Linked DNA regions of Mus musculus: region 2 is linked to region 1. The links are chromatin contacts, called in public Hi-C maps. All regions are on one chromosome and are shown on one strand. The core of a region is the stretch at or near the end of the contact, and the rest is flanking DNA. Distances in the headings are between cores, read along the strand shown. Region 1 overlaps Fancc (Fanconi anemia, complementation group C). Region 2 has its middle 9.3 kb from the start of Gm30950.

Region 1 (6,221 bases), core at 2,170-4,669:
TTCAAGGAACAGATGCTTAAAATTGAAGATCTTGCAGACAAGGGAGAGAAGAAACCAGTGAGTACAAACTTAGAAAGCGAACTTACAACTCTTCATGAGGAGAAAGTATTCAACAGAAACAAACAAGTGCCGAAAAATGCTTAAAGCAACAAAACCAATGAAGACTTGTCTAAGTTTTCTTCTTGGTGAAGCTCCTGCATACAGAGGCCCCAACTTCTTTGAAGAGCCTAAGAGTCCTTCTAGAGTCTTGGCACCAGTGGCTAGGCTTCCAGGCAGAGGTCAGGGCCTGGCAGGTCAGAGTGTCTGCCTCCCATGGGGTTAGTGAGGTTCTGTGGAAACAGAGATAAAGACCACTGTCCCAAAGGAAAAGAAATACCAAAAAATTAAACGTCACATCTGCCAATATGACCTGTTACCCAATACCTGGTGACAGTTTCACCCTGAGTCCTCCCCCCCCACCCCAGGGAAGGCAGAGCCTGTTATCATTTAATCCAGTGGCAGGCTAACCGAGATATGAGTAGCTTTCAGGTAAACTGGTTTCTTGCAAGATACACAAAAGAGGAATAGGAAAAACCATGTGAGTGTGTGTGTGTGCCTGTGTGTGTGTTTGTGCGCCTGTGTGTGTGTGCCTGTGTGTGTGTGCCTGTGTGTGTGTGTGCCTGTGTGTGTGTGCCTGTGTGTGTGTGCCTGTGTGTGTGTGCCTGTGTGTGTGTGCCTGTGTGTGTGTGCCTGTGTGTGTGTGCCTGTGTGTGTGTGCCTGTGTGTGTAAAGCAGTAAATTGAGCAGAGTGCTGCACTGATTTGTTTCAGCTCCTCTAAGGCACACATGGGAGGGTCAGTTGAGCCTCGTTTAAAACCAATCTGCTTTCGTGGGCAAGATGTCTCAGTGGGTAAAGGTGCATGCCTGACAATGTAAGTTCAATCCCCCGGATCTACATTGTGGAAGAAGAGAACCAACTACCACAAGTTGTCCTTCGACCTCCACACACGCTATAATATGTCTCCCCTCTCCCCATAAATAAAATGTAGTTAAAAACAGTTTGGACAACATAGCAAGACCCCATTAAAATATGAAAGATATTTACTGTGTTCAGAGTGCTAGTTAGAAACCAACCAGAGCCAGGCAGTGGTGGCGCATGCCTTTAATCCCAGCACTTGGGAGGCAGAGGCAGGAGGATTTCTGAGTTCCAGGCCAGCCTGGTCTACAGAGTTAGTTCCAGGACAGCAAGGGCTACACAGAGAAACCCTGTCTCGAAAAAGAAAAAAATCCAAAAAAAAAAGAAGTAGGACTTACATGTAAGGTTAAGGATTATAGTGTGGCTAATAGCACAGCATTACAGGTGCAGTGCTGCTGTCTTCCAGGCCTCAGTAGCCTCTTCAGTGCTGCCGGTGCCTCTTGGACCCTGGGGTGCCTAGTGGAGGCAAGCTCCCATAGTAGTGCAGGGTAACGATGTCTCCACTCAGTGCCAGGAAAATGGGAGAGCATGTATCTGCCCTGGTCATTGGCTAGGCTCAGGAAGGTGCTGAGGCTGCCTGGCTGCCTGCAACATGACATCTTCTTTTTCAGATTGAGAACTGTAAAGGCACCACTTGCTTGAACCCCCCCTTCCCCTTTCTCCCTCCCTCCCTCCCTCCCTCCCTCCCTCCCTCCCTCCCTCCCTCCCTCTCTCTTTCTCTCCCTCCCTCCCTCTCCCCTTCTCCCTCTCTCTCCCTCCCTCGAATATGTATGTGCATTTGTATGCATGATTGCTACTTCTTACCATTTCCAAAAGCATTATATAGATTATTAAGGCTAAAAATAACAGTGCAACTTTCTTAATAGACTCTGTAGATCATTTAGAAGCCCCTGGACAGCCCCTTCCAGATTTAAGGTAGTAAATTACCTTGTCTTGTAAATGTCTCTATTTCTAAATTAAGTGTGCACACTGTGATGGGAGTTACTTTATCTCTGGTCTGTTTTGCTTTCAGTGCCAAATGAAGACACTGGGTTCTTTCCTCCCAGGTTGCTTGTCCTTTTCGTCATCATCCTTTCCCTCAGTGGAAAGCTCCCCGGTCCCATGGACTGCCTGACTGTCTGTTAGTGTTACTGCTTCTTCTCTGATGCTTGTCTGCATCTGTTAGCTGAAGCTTTCAGCCTAAGTCATCCTTCAGAGAACATAGGAAGGTGCCCCTCCCACAGACACTGTATTATGGGGACCTCAGTCTGGGTTGGGAGTTGGCTGTCACTTCCTTGTCACGCAGCTTAGAAGCAGTTTATCAGGATCATGTGTGGGAGCTTCAGAGCTTTTATTATGGTTGAGGGAGGGATTTAAGGGGGTGTTATTTGGTCTAATTTATTGTGGCATTGCCAGGATGTGACCTCTCTATGCCGTGAGGTTCATGGAGATAATTACAATACAGACAACAAGCTGGAAGCCCCTGATTGGCTTAGGCAGTTCTCCTCTGCCATCCTGAGCCCAGAGAGCCTGCGAGCCCAGCAGGGTAGAATAAGCCGTGACCTGGTTGAGTGATTACAGGGGTAACCTGAAGAACCTGCTTCCTAATTGCATCATCTGATTCATTTATCGCAGCGCAGCATCTTCCAGCATTGACAGGGCCATGTGCAGTATCAGATCTTTAAGACCCAGCTAGACTGCTGCACTTTGCTGCCTAGGAAACCTGATGCCAATTGCATTAGTGCTGGATTCTGACAGTAATTAAAGTGTGATGGTCTACATAACTTGTGTTTTGTGTGGAGCACTGTTAATTATATTCCCATCTCTTGGGACTATCCAGAATGAGTTCTGGAAATTCTATAGTTACCCAAATATAGCAAAAACAAAAGATAAAAGAGTTGTACAAAGTGTAATGATCTCCCTGAATGTCCTTCTGCCTTTTAGAGACATCAGAGGTCTGGCAGTTTCCGTTAAGGCAATGAATGAATAAGATAAGAGACTAGTCACCTTAATTCCAAACAAGATGTGTGTGCAGGCACATGTGTGAGCCTGTGAAATAAAAATACATTCTCAAACCGGTTTGTGTTTAAGGTTCAATCTTTGGCTTCTCTACCTTAGATTGTCCCCAATATCATGGCTGCCTGCCACAGTTGGTGGCCCCAAATAGATCAGGGTATTAACCCCAGTTTGTCATTTACTATGCAGACTAAAAGTTCCAAAACAGACGGTCTTGTGTTTCCTTTGAGAGAGCAGTCACCAGGACACCATAATCCTTAACCTTAGACCTGACCTTAAAAATTGACGTCAGGAGAAGTATTGAAAGCCACTTGCTAATTATGCCTCCCTTTTGGCACTGTGCTCTGTGCCCAGGCTGAGCTTGTATCAAGGAGGCTGTTTTCTCGTTACAGCTCTGTGTGTGGAGCCCAGAAGGCTATTGTTTGGGTTCCCTATTTGAGTGAAAAGGGCCAGCTGGGTGGTGGGGTGGCCTGCGCTTGGCTGCTACACTGTGCTACGTGCCAGAGCCAGGAGCACCCTGGTTCCCATGCCCTCCCTTGCACTCCTTCACGGGCTGATCCGCCTGCTGGCAGCCACCGCAGTTGGGCCTGGGAGAGCTACCCCAAAGAGTAGTTGCATGGGAGGCAGGAGGCAGGGTCTTAAGTCAGAGACTGTTACCTGGAAGAGTTGGTAGCTCAGTAAAAAGTGTCTTTGTCTATGCCAGCCTCAGACAGCTCAGTGTGTTCCTCCTGTTGGCCAGGAAGTGTCCTCATTCTTAAGAGGGCAGTCACCGCAGCTTCACAAGGAGAAACTTCCCTGAAAAATCCCATTGCTAAAATACAGCCAAAGAATTACTCCTGTCCTCAACATTGTTGGATTTGTTTCTCTAATGTTTTAGCATTTTCTTTCCCCGCATTTTCATTAGTGTACTTCTTGCCTGAACTCTAATGTGGTACATGCAGTTAAACCAGAGCTGGAGTGGATGGCTTAGTCTTGGTTAACTAGACAAGTGTGGTGGGGCTTTGGTCTGGACTGCACTTTCCAGTGTTAACCTCAGGGGGGCACCAGACACTCCAGCATTATCTCCAATGAAAACCCAGGGCGCAGGGTAATCTTCACTCATGGGGTTCCAGGCTTTGTAGCTCCTGGGAGATGAATGGGAGAAGGATCACAGACAGACCACAAGAAATAGTGGACCATGGCAGTTCTTCCTATTCAGAGGCCAGGTTGAGGAGCAGTGAGACCCAAGAAACTGCTTTTGAGCATAGACATACGGAGACTAGACCTGGAGGTATTTGTCCAGTGTGCAAAGCTGGACATCCTGTAACTTACACCCCCCACTCCTCTGCTTGACACTGAGACCTCATGTAAACTTACAACATAAGAGGACATTTGGTACTTGTTAAGGTTTTTAAGCCCAAGAATGACAGATTTATCACTAATTAAACAATAATTGCATTATGGGGTACTGAAAAAAATTGCTTGTAGTATAAACAACATCTGGTAAAGATTAAAAAGAAAGCTCAAATTTGTTGTAAGAAACCTGAATCTTTTAAAACAAAATAGATTCTAAAACGTGAAAGGGTTGTTTAGTTTTATGTTTAACGTTTTAAAAATAGAAAAGAAAATGCCATAAGGAAAGTATGTATTTATAAAAATAGTCATTTTTATAATTACATTATAGATGTGAATGGCTTTTTTTATATATATATAAGTAGATTTTTTTCTAAAGCCAAATCACTTTTTTAACTCAAAGGAGTTCACCATGAAGGCTATGTGGCTCTTCATTCAGAAGAGGCCTTTCTTTGGTTTTGTTTGGATTTGTATGTATTTGTGGCTCTGTAGTGACTGTAGTTGCCTTTTAACTCATATCTGTGGACAAAGAGGGCCGTCTCTTGCCAGAAGAGTAGGGTGAGCTGGCTCCATGGGAGATGGGCCGATGCTCTGGTGGGCAAACTGGAGGGAAAACTTCTCTGCTGATTTTCTCAAATGACCATTTTCTGAGTAAACATCAAACAACCTTAAACTCAGCCTAGAAAGGGGAATCTGTCCCGGACTTGAGCGGTCACTCGAGAATCTGTTGTTTCCTTCTTGGTTCTCTGACCTAGAAGACCTGGGGGCTTTATTCTTCCTAACCCTCCGTTGTCTTTTTAGGAGAGGCATTCACTTTTCTCTGATAATCACCTTATGAATACCTTTTCTAGTTCTCTCCCCCATCTCTCTGTCCCCTCCCCCCTGTCAAACACATGTACACACCCGGGGAGGGGGGGGGGGAGGGAGAGAGAAAGGGAGAGAGTCTGAAAACAATTGATAGAAAAAGTGTGCCATCTCCCTGAGAAATGTGCTGTGTGTTCTCAGCCTCTTTGGAGTGGCAGGTGGTTTATAGTAATCTCTGGTCCCCTGGGATGAAAGGAGCAGGCTAGAAAGCTTCATGGGTGAACTAGAGAGTCAACAGTTCTCTCCGCCACCCTCACCTCTCTTCTCGATACTCTGTACTGTCCGTGTTGACTCATCTTCCTGAGTTTTGTTGAAGGATGGAAATAGGCCATCCCGGGCAGAGGGGAACCAGAGGAAAGTGTCTTATCAGATAACATTCTGGTAAGGTAAGGAGGCCACAGGTTGTTGTGGGCATCATCATCATCTGTTTATCCTCCAAGGCTTATTGAAAGTCAGGGGTGAGGGTGGACAAGAAAGGGAGATAGAAGTGCTCCTGGCATCTCTTGGTGACATGGTTTCCCTGGAGTGAAGGAATCTCTCCATGAAGATTGTTAGGCCAGATGGAGGAGAGTTTGAGAAGGAACAGATTTTGGTGGGATGGAGAAAAACAGATGAGCAGATGGAACCTGAGACAGCTCCCCCCACCCATTTTGGTAGGCAATATAATGACAACAGATACTCTGTTTCAGAGCATGGCTGTAGAGCCCTAGAATGCAGAGGAACCTATGGTGTCCCACCTGGGCAGTGAAACACTGTGCAGAGGGCTTAAACATTCGCCTCCTCCTTGAAAGGATTCTGTAAGAGGTGGGATTTGGCTTCCAGAGAACCATGCAGTAAAGCTTTAATTCTGATGAGAAAATCAGCTTTAACTGTGTCATAGGGACTTGTGAATACTTCGGTCTTTATGAAACAACTTACTGACACTGAAATTAAGTCCTGGGACAACTCCAGTGAAGACTGGAGAGGAGAAAGAGGTTCTTACAAGTGGTAAGGAGGGGCTAAACATTAACCCTTGTCATGGCTACTTTCGCAGGTACCCTGCCTGCTCATCTCTTCCTGTTTTAGAATCTAAAGT
Region 2 (6,090 bases), core at 2,904-5,403, 580 kb before region 1:
AGGAAACATGGAAAAGACAGTGGAAACAATGGAAGAGCTAGAGAAGGATAGAGTGTTGTGGAACTCTCCATCAAGCACAACATCTTGGAATCTGAACAGTTTTGATTACTTGCATGAAGCACGCAGACAAGATTGGGCCAGTCGCCATTTTCTTGTGGAAGAGAACAACTCACTAGGTCCACAACCATCCCTCATGGATACAAAAGCAGTTCACAGTCATATGGGAGTAAAGAAGCCTCCTGGGGGTGGGGGTAGCTGACCATAAATTGTCTACACTTCTATAAGTCACCTTTTTGTCATACATCTACAGTAACCCTAATTAAAGTCATTGATTCATCAATGTGGGTGGAATCATTTCTTTGGCATGTTATTGCTTTCTCCATCTGCGGTGAATGCACATAGACTCTCCAGGAAGTCATATAATGCATGTTTTGTTTTGTTTTATTTTGTTTTGTTTTGTTTTTATGGTTTGTAGTTCTTAGCTGAGACCAAATGTGTATGATAACTTTAGGACCAGAAGATCCCCTTATCTGGAATTTGGGGCTCACCAGTGGTCAGAAGGAGACCACTTTGTGTGTTGTGTGTTGGTCTGTCAGCCAGTGGCTGAGTCCCTGGCCTCTGAGAGATGTCCCAACTAGTTTTGAAGCCTTTGAGGCAACAGGATCTAAAACAAACAAACAAACAAACAAACAAAAAACAAAGATAAATGGTGTGAGTTAGAAGCCAGGGGTAACAAAGGTACCACCATAGAAAGTGGTGATAGGCTCCAGGGGCCCAAGGATGCTGGCTGCAGACCTGCCTCTGCAAAGGAAAAGCTCTTCACTGCTCCAATTGCTGTGGTACTTCATACCACAGTATCCTCAGTTCCTGAACAACTGGAGCAAACCTGACCTGGGCATTTGCTGCAGTCATTTCTTAGACTAAATCTGAGCTGAAAACTGTTCCTTCAACTCTCCTTTGCCCTCTCTTCACCTGTACCTTTCTAACTTTATTTTTTAACCTTTAAAACAAATAAAGTGAAGTAAAAAGACTTTTTTTCCCCTGAGCACTCACAGTGTTCAAACCTCTTTTGCCCACTTTATTCTGTAGGCATCCAACTTAGGATGTTTTGGAGAAATAAATTGTCTAAGATCACAGAGACAAGAAGCCTCCCTGGCGGGCCATAGCATCTACATAATCTACATAAAGTAACAGGGATTGCAAGATTTACTCTCCTGACTAAGTCACTAAGGTCTTCCTACTGCCTGCAAGCTGGTGAGCTCCAGAACAGTGCTGACCACAGGCTCCTGCAGACTTCAGAGAGGTGTATTTTAGGCTGAGTGTCACAGGCAATGGTGCTATAAAGGGTGGGATCTTAGAGCTGCTTGTGGTTAGGGCCAAGAGAACAGTGTGGGGCAGATGATAGCCCAGTCAGACCTCCATTTCCATATCTAACTCAACTGCCTGTGGATGGAAAATGAGGAAAAATCACATCTGTGTACTGAATTTGGCCTGACACATTTTCTGCCTATTCATTGAATTATTCAGTACACAGCATATAATCCATTTGGATAACAGTTAGTCTAGAGATGATAAGCAAATAGGAGGTGGCTACATGTGAACACCACACTATTTTACCCGAGGAGTTTGAACACCCCCTCACTAATTTTTGGTCTCCTGGAAGGGGGGAGGTGTGCCATAGAGAACATCTTTCATGGGTGTCGGGAAACGATTTCACGTCCCGGGCAAGCTGGGGAGACTGAAAGATAGGAAATAGTCATACCTTCCTCTGCCCCTTCCCACACACACCAGCATCCTGCCAGTGGGAGCTCCCCCTACCTCCTATTTCTAGCCAGCCCTAGGGCTGTCAGCAAATCTAGAGACCCTGCAAAACCATTCCAAAGTTTACGTCAGAACAATCACAGCCATACGCAGGCAGTCTCTAGACCAGGAACTACTTTGGTCCATCACAAATCCCCACAGCAGCAGCCCTTCAGGTCAGATCCACACTTATATTGTATAAATAGGAAACCGGAATTTTGTGCCAGGAAATGTATCTCAGAGCCCAGAGCAGCTGGGTGAGCTTGAACCAGAGCAGGAACCTTGGGTGGCAGCCTATGGTTGGCAAGAGGTAGCTCTGGCTGGGGAATGGGCAGGCATTGCACTAGAAAGGCCCTTTGGGCCTTGTCCTCTGTGAATGGAGCCATTTACTGGTGTATCCGTAATGGTGGGGCCGACTGAGTTCCTTGGCAAAGCCCTTGGCAGGCCTTCCCCAGTGGAATGTCCAGAGAGAAAACGTCCCCTGTCCTCCCCTGTGGCCTGTGTAACCTCCGGCCTGGTCTGCGCCAGGCTGTGCCCCAGCGCCCCACCCAGGGGTCTTGTTTGCTCTGGCAGACAGGGAGTCCATTCAGCCCCTCGGGTGGCACCGGGGGTGTCTGGCCTGGGAGGCCCTGGCTGAGCTCCGGCAGGCTCAGTGGCCTGCGGGGTTCCAGAAGCTTCCCCAGGCTCCAGTGGGGGCGGGGAGCTGACTTTCTTCTGGCCGCCGAGAATTACTGACTTTACAGGTCCGTCTTGCTCCATAAACCAGAAAGCCACTTCCAGCTGGTGGGATGGAGTCTGGTGGGCGGGTGTCTGGTGCCATCCTGTCCCGGCTGGGAGGGGTCCCCAGCGCCGTGGAGGAGCTGTGGTCTGTCACAGCCCCTGGCCAGGCAGGTTTTTATGGCCTCAGTTCTGGAGTGGGGAGCACAGGCCACATCCACAGGGATAATATTTGCTGTACCTGGTCCTGATGCTGAGGCCACAGCTTCCCTGTTCACGTTCCTGCCTCGCTATCCCAGTTTCCTTTTCTCCTGGAGGTCTGCTGAGACTTGCTTTTTGAATAGGGAAGCAATGAGTTAGGATCAAACCACAAAGCTCATGAAAAGACTGGATGACTCCCCTTGCAAGCTGCCACTATGAGGCACACAGGTCTGGAGCCAGTGGGAAGCCTGGAGGCCCTGTTGGCCCCTCGAAGGGACAGCAGACCCACCTGAAGGAACACTTGCAGCTCCAGTTCCCTCGGCCAGCTTTCCTGGCTGCCAGCCACTGCTCCTGCATAGCTGAAGGTTATGATGTTTAAATATTAAAAATGCTTAGCTAAATACGCTGGCTTGTTTTCTTTTGCCGATAGTAACAGTCTGCCCACAGAGCCCTTTCAAACCTCTTCAGTGTTTAGAAAACGGATAAGGTACTCATTCACTGACGCTCAAGTTTGCCAGAGCCAGGAATGAAGCCCGGGATTTCGTGAAGGGAGAACCAGCCTGGACCACACACATAGGCTGTTCTGCTTCCTCCTCCCTGCCCAAGCTGGCTCTCCCCTGCGCGCTCTCTCTCTCTCTCTCTCTCTCTCTCTCTCTCTCTCTCTCTCTCTCTCTCTCTCTCTCTCTCTCTCTCTCTCTCTCTCTCTCTCTTCTCCCTTCCCCCTCCCTCTCTGCCCTCATTCTAACAAACTGGCCATGACTGGCAACCAGAAAAATCCATAATAGAAGTCAGAGGGGGGCTTCCAGGGCTTAGAGGGCCCTTTGGTATCCAGGAGATGAATAAAAAAAAAAAATGGATTACCAAAGTGTGTGTTCCTATAACTAAAGAGAGCACACACACACACACACACAAAGCTGGGGCCACCCCCAAAACATCTTTTATGAGACACGGGAGCCAAACAGAATTATTAAAATCACTTTTTTTTTTTGGTGGGGTTACAGAAAGAAATACACTCTCTTCAAGAATAGGGCTGGTTTGGGCCCCACCCACTAGCTGCCCCCCCCCCCCCCACACTGCCCTGAGACATTAATTATCTCCCCAGCACGGTTGGAGGAGTCCTTTGACTTGGCTGGATATAGTATTTGCATTTATCAAATAAGGACCTGTTGGGCACAGGAGACCAGGGCTGGAGGAGGAGGTGATTAGGTGCGAACTTCTTTTAGGAAACACGAGCAAGACTCTGTACTTTCTCCTCACGAGTACCCATCCTTGACTGCAGACTTCAAACAGGAGTAAGCTGGATCCAACTGGAGCCCTGTGGGAACTTGGAAAGACGTTGAGCTTCTTTTATTTCAGTGTGAGCTCCAGTGTGTGCAGAAAGAATGAAGCAGTTAAATTCAAGAAGTATTTATGGCGCTGCTGAGACGAAATGAGGCAGGACTTGGCACGAGAGGCCAGCTCTGGGCAGCAGAGCCTGGAGCACAGCCACCTCAGAGCAGCCCTGGCCCGTTGAGCTGTGGCAGGGCAGCTTCTGATTAAAGAAGTCGGCTCGCACATTTTTGTTGTGTGAATCAGCTTTTTGCCACTGTAGCAAACACTCAGGATGATCAACTTATAAAAGACAAAGGTTTCTCTTGACTTACAGCTTTAAGGCTCTGGACAACGATGAACTTAGCCCAGTTCTTTGGGCCTGTGGGAAGGAAGGTATCATGGTGGCAATGTTTGACAGAGTCCAATCATGTCGAAGCCACAGCCCAGCTGGTAAAAGAGAGGAAGAGGAGGAGACAGGATTTCCTATCATTGCCCCCAGAAGGCATTTCCCTAGGAACCTAAAAATCTGCCACCTTGAGGTCCTGGCCGGGGGTGGGGGGTGGGGTGGGGGGTGGGGTGGGGGAGATATTCAGCTTAGGGAATCCAGTGCAAGGGGGTTCTTTGTCTGCAGTGTAGTCTGCTTGAGCATAGCTGTCCTACCAGTTGATGTTGGATATTGAACATCTGTCAGTATACATTGTACTAAGCAAGATAGAGCCATGGAAAAAGTGTGTCAGACAGTATACTCCTCAGCTGACATATGCGCTAACTCTAGACACGTGCCACACAATCCACACAATCATGTCTTCTCGGGGGCAGACAACCTATATACCAATGGTTCCCCAAGGTTCCTGTCACCTAGGAACATTGTAGAGTGTGTGTGTGTGTGTGTGTGTGTGTGTGTGTGTGCGCGCGCGTGCTCAGGAAAGCCATGGATCAGTGTCAGGTGTCTTTCTTCATCGATTTCCACCTTATCTTTTGAGATAGGGTCTCACTGGACCTGGAACTTTCTCACTTTCTTCATGGAATTCTCAGGCACCGCTTCCTACCTCAGGCATTGCACCTCCTACCAACATCATCTTGATGGTATTCCACTACAAGTAGCTTGTTTCGCTCTTTTAAAATGAGGAGTTAAAGGGTGCACCTGTAATCCTGGCACTGGGGAGGGATACACTCTTGGCTACATAGAGTCTGGATGCCTGCCTGGGCTATGTGAGACCCATGGAAAGCTCCAAAATCAAGCAAATAAAAAGGACACTTGTGTCTAGCACCGTGTACTAGAAGCCTGGACTGTTAGCAGCACATTTACTACCACAGAAGACATTTTAAGCCAGGCAAGGTGGTGAAATCCCATCACCCAGGAGACAAAGACAGGCTTTCAAAGCCAGTCTGGTTACCTGGCCACATGTTGTCACAAAACAACATTCCAGTAGGCTACTCTAGTAGTAGAGTGTGACTTTTACACTCAGCCTAGCTAGTTCTTATTTTCCTTGCAAGGAAGATAGGCCAGGAAGGAAAGAAGAAAGGCTTTGTCTTCATTCTTTCACAGAAATCGGTTATCACTCTATGAAGAGCAGTTAGTGTCTTGTGGCTTCTCTGTTGTTGAAAAGATACCCAGACCTCTGCAAATTTTCAGTTATTCTCCAACTGGAATGTAAATCAGTATACTGATCCTTTCCAAAGAGCTGAGTCATGGCCTCATTAATAATATAACCTTGGAGCCCACTTGTACCCATAAGCCTGGCCCTGGGAGGCATTCATAGCTTAAGTTTAAGACTTGATTCCTGACTAATAACTGCCCCCCCCCAACAATCCATACCCCCATTTTACCCTGCACAAAAAGAGGTCATGATATTTAAGTGGAATTTTAAAATGCCAAAACCACACAAAAGAATGCAGGCCTGGGTGTAGCACCCATATGCTAAGGAGGAGATCTCCACCCCATCCCCCCCCCCCCCAGAGCTAGTTCTGTATGAGCAAGGTCAGCAGGAAAGGCAACACTACCTTAGCCAGAGAAAGGCCGATGGCGCCATTAACAGCTTTTGCCAGTGGTTACCTCAG

Evidence for each region. Hi-C and Micro-C count contacts between places; a contact is called where the count stands out from the background.
Region 2: a contact with region 1 is called in a Hi-C map of the N1E-115 cell line, with 5 times the contacts expected there. The contact joins two enhancer-like sites. A contact is called at or near these places in 4 of 39 promoter capture datasets (the 3T3-L1 cell line, cranial neural crest and hippocampal neurons), 1 of 484 Hi-C or Micro-C datasets (the N1E-115 cell line) and 3 of 115 datasets of contacts at active chromatin or transcription factors (astrocytes, embryonic stem cells and pancreatic cancer cells).

The regions. Positions count from the first base shown.
Region 1 is chr13:63,333,714-63,339,934 of GRCm38.p6, reverse strand. The region is part of intron 8 of Fancc (Fanconi anemia, complementation group C); the gene reads left to right. Among named protein-coding and RNA genes, the nearest start is that of Mir3074-1, 36 kb to the right of the region's middle. Within about 2 kb of position 3,419, at least 61 of the 459 cell types and tissues checked have an H3K27ac peak or open chromatin away from gene starts, as enhancers often do. A contact at or near this core is called in the N1E-115 cell line, where this site is marked.
Region 2 is chr13:63,915,429-63,921,518 of GRCm38.p6, reverse strand. No RefSeq gene overlaps it. Among named protein-coding and RNA genes, the nearest start is that of Gm30950, 9.3 kb to the left of the region's middle. Within about 2 kb of position 4,153, at least 151 of the 459 cell types and tissues checked have an H3K27ac peak or open chromatin away from gene starts, as enhancers often do. A contact at or near this core is called in the N1E-115 cell line, where this site is marked.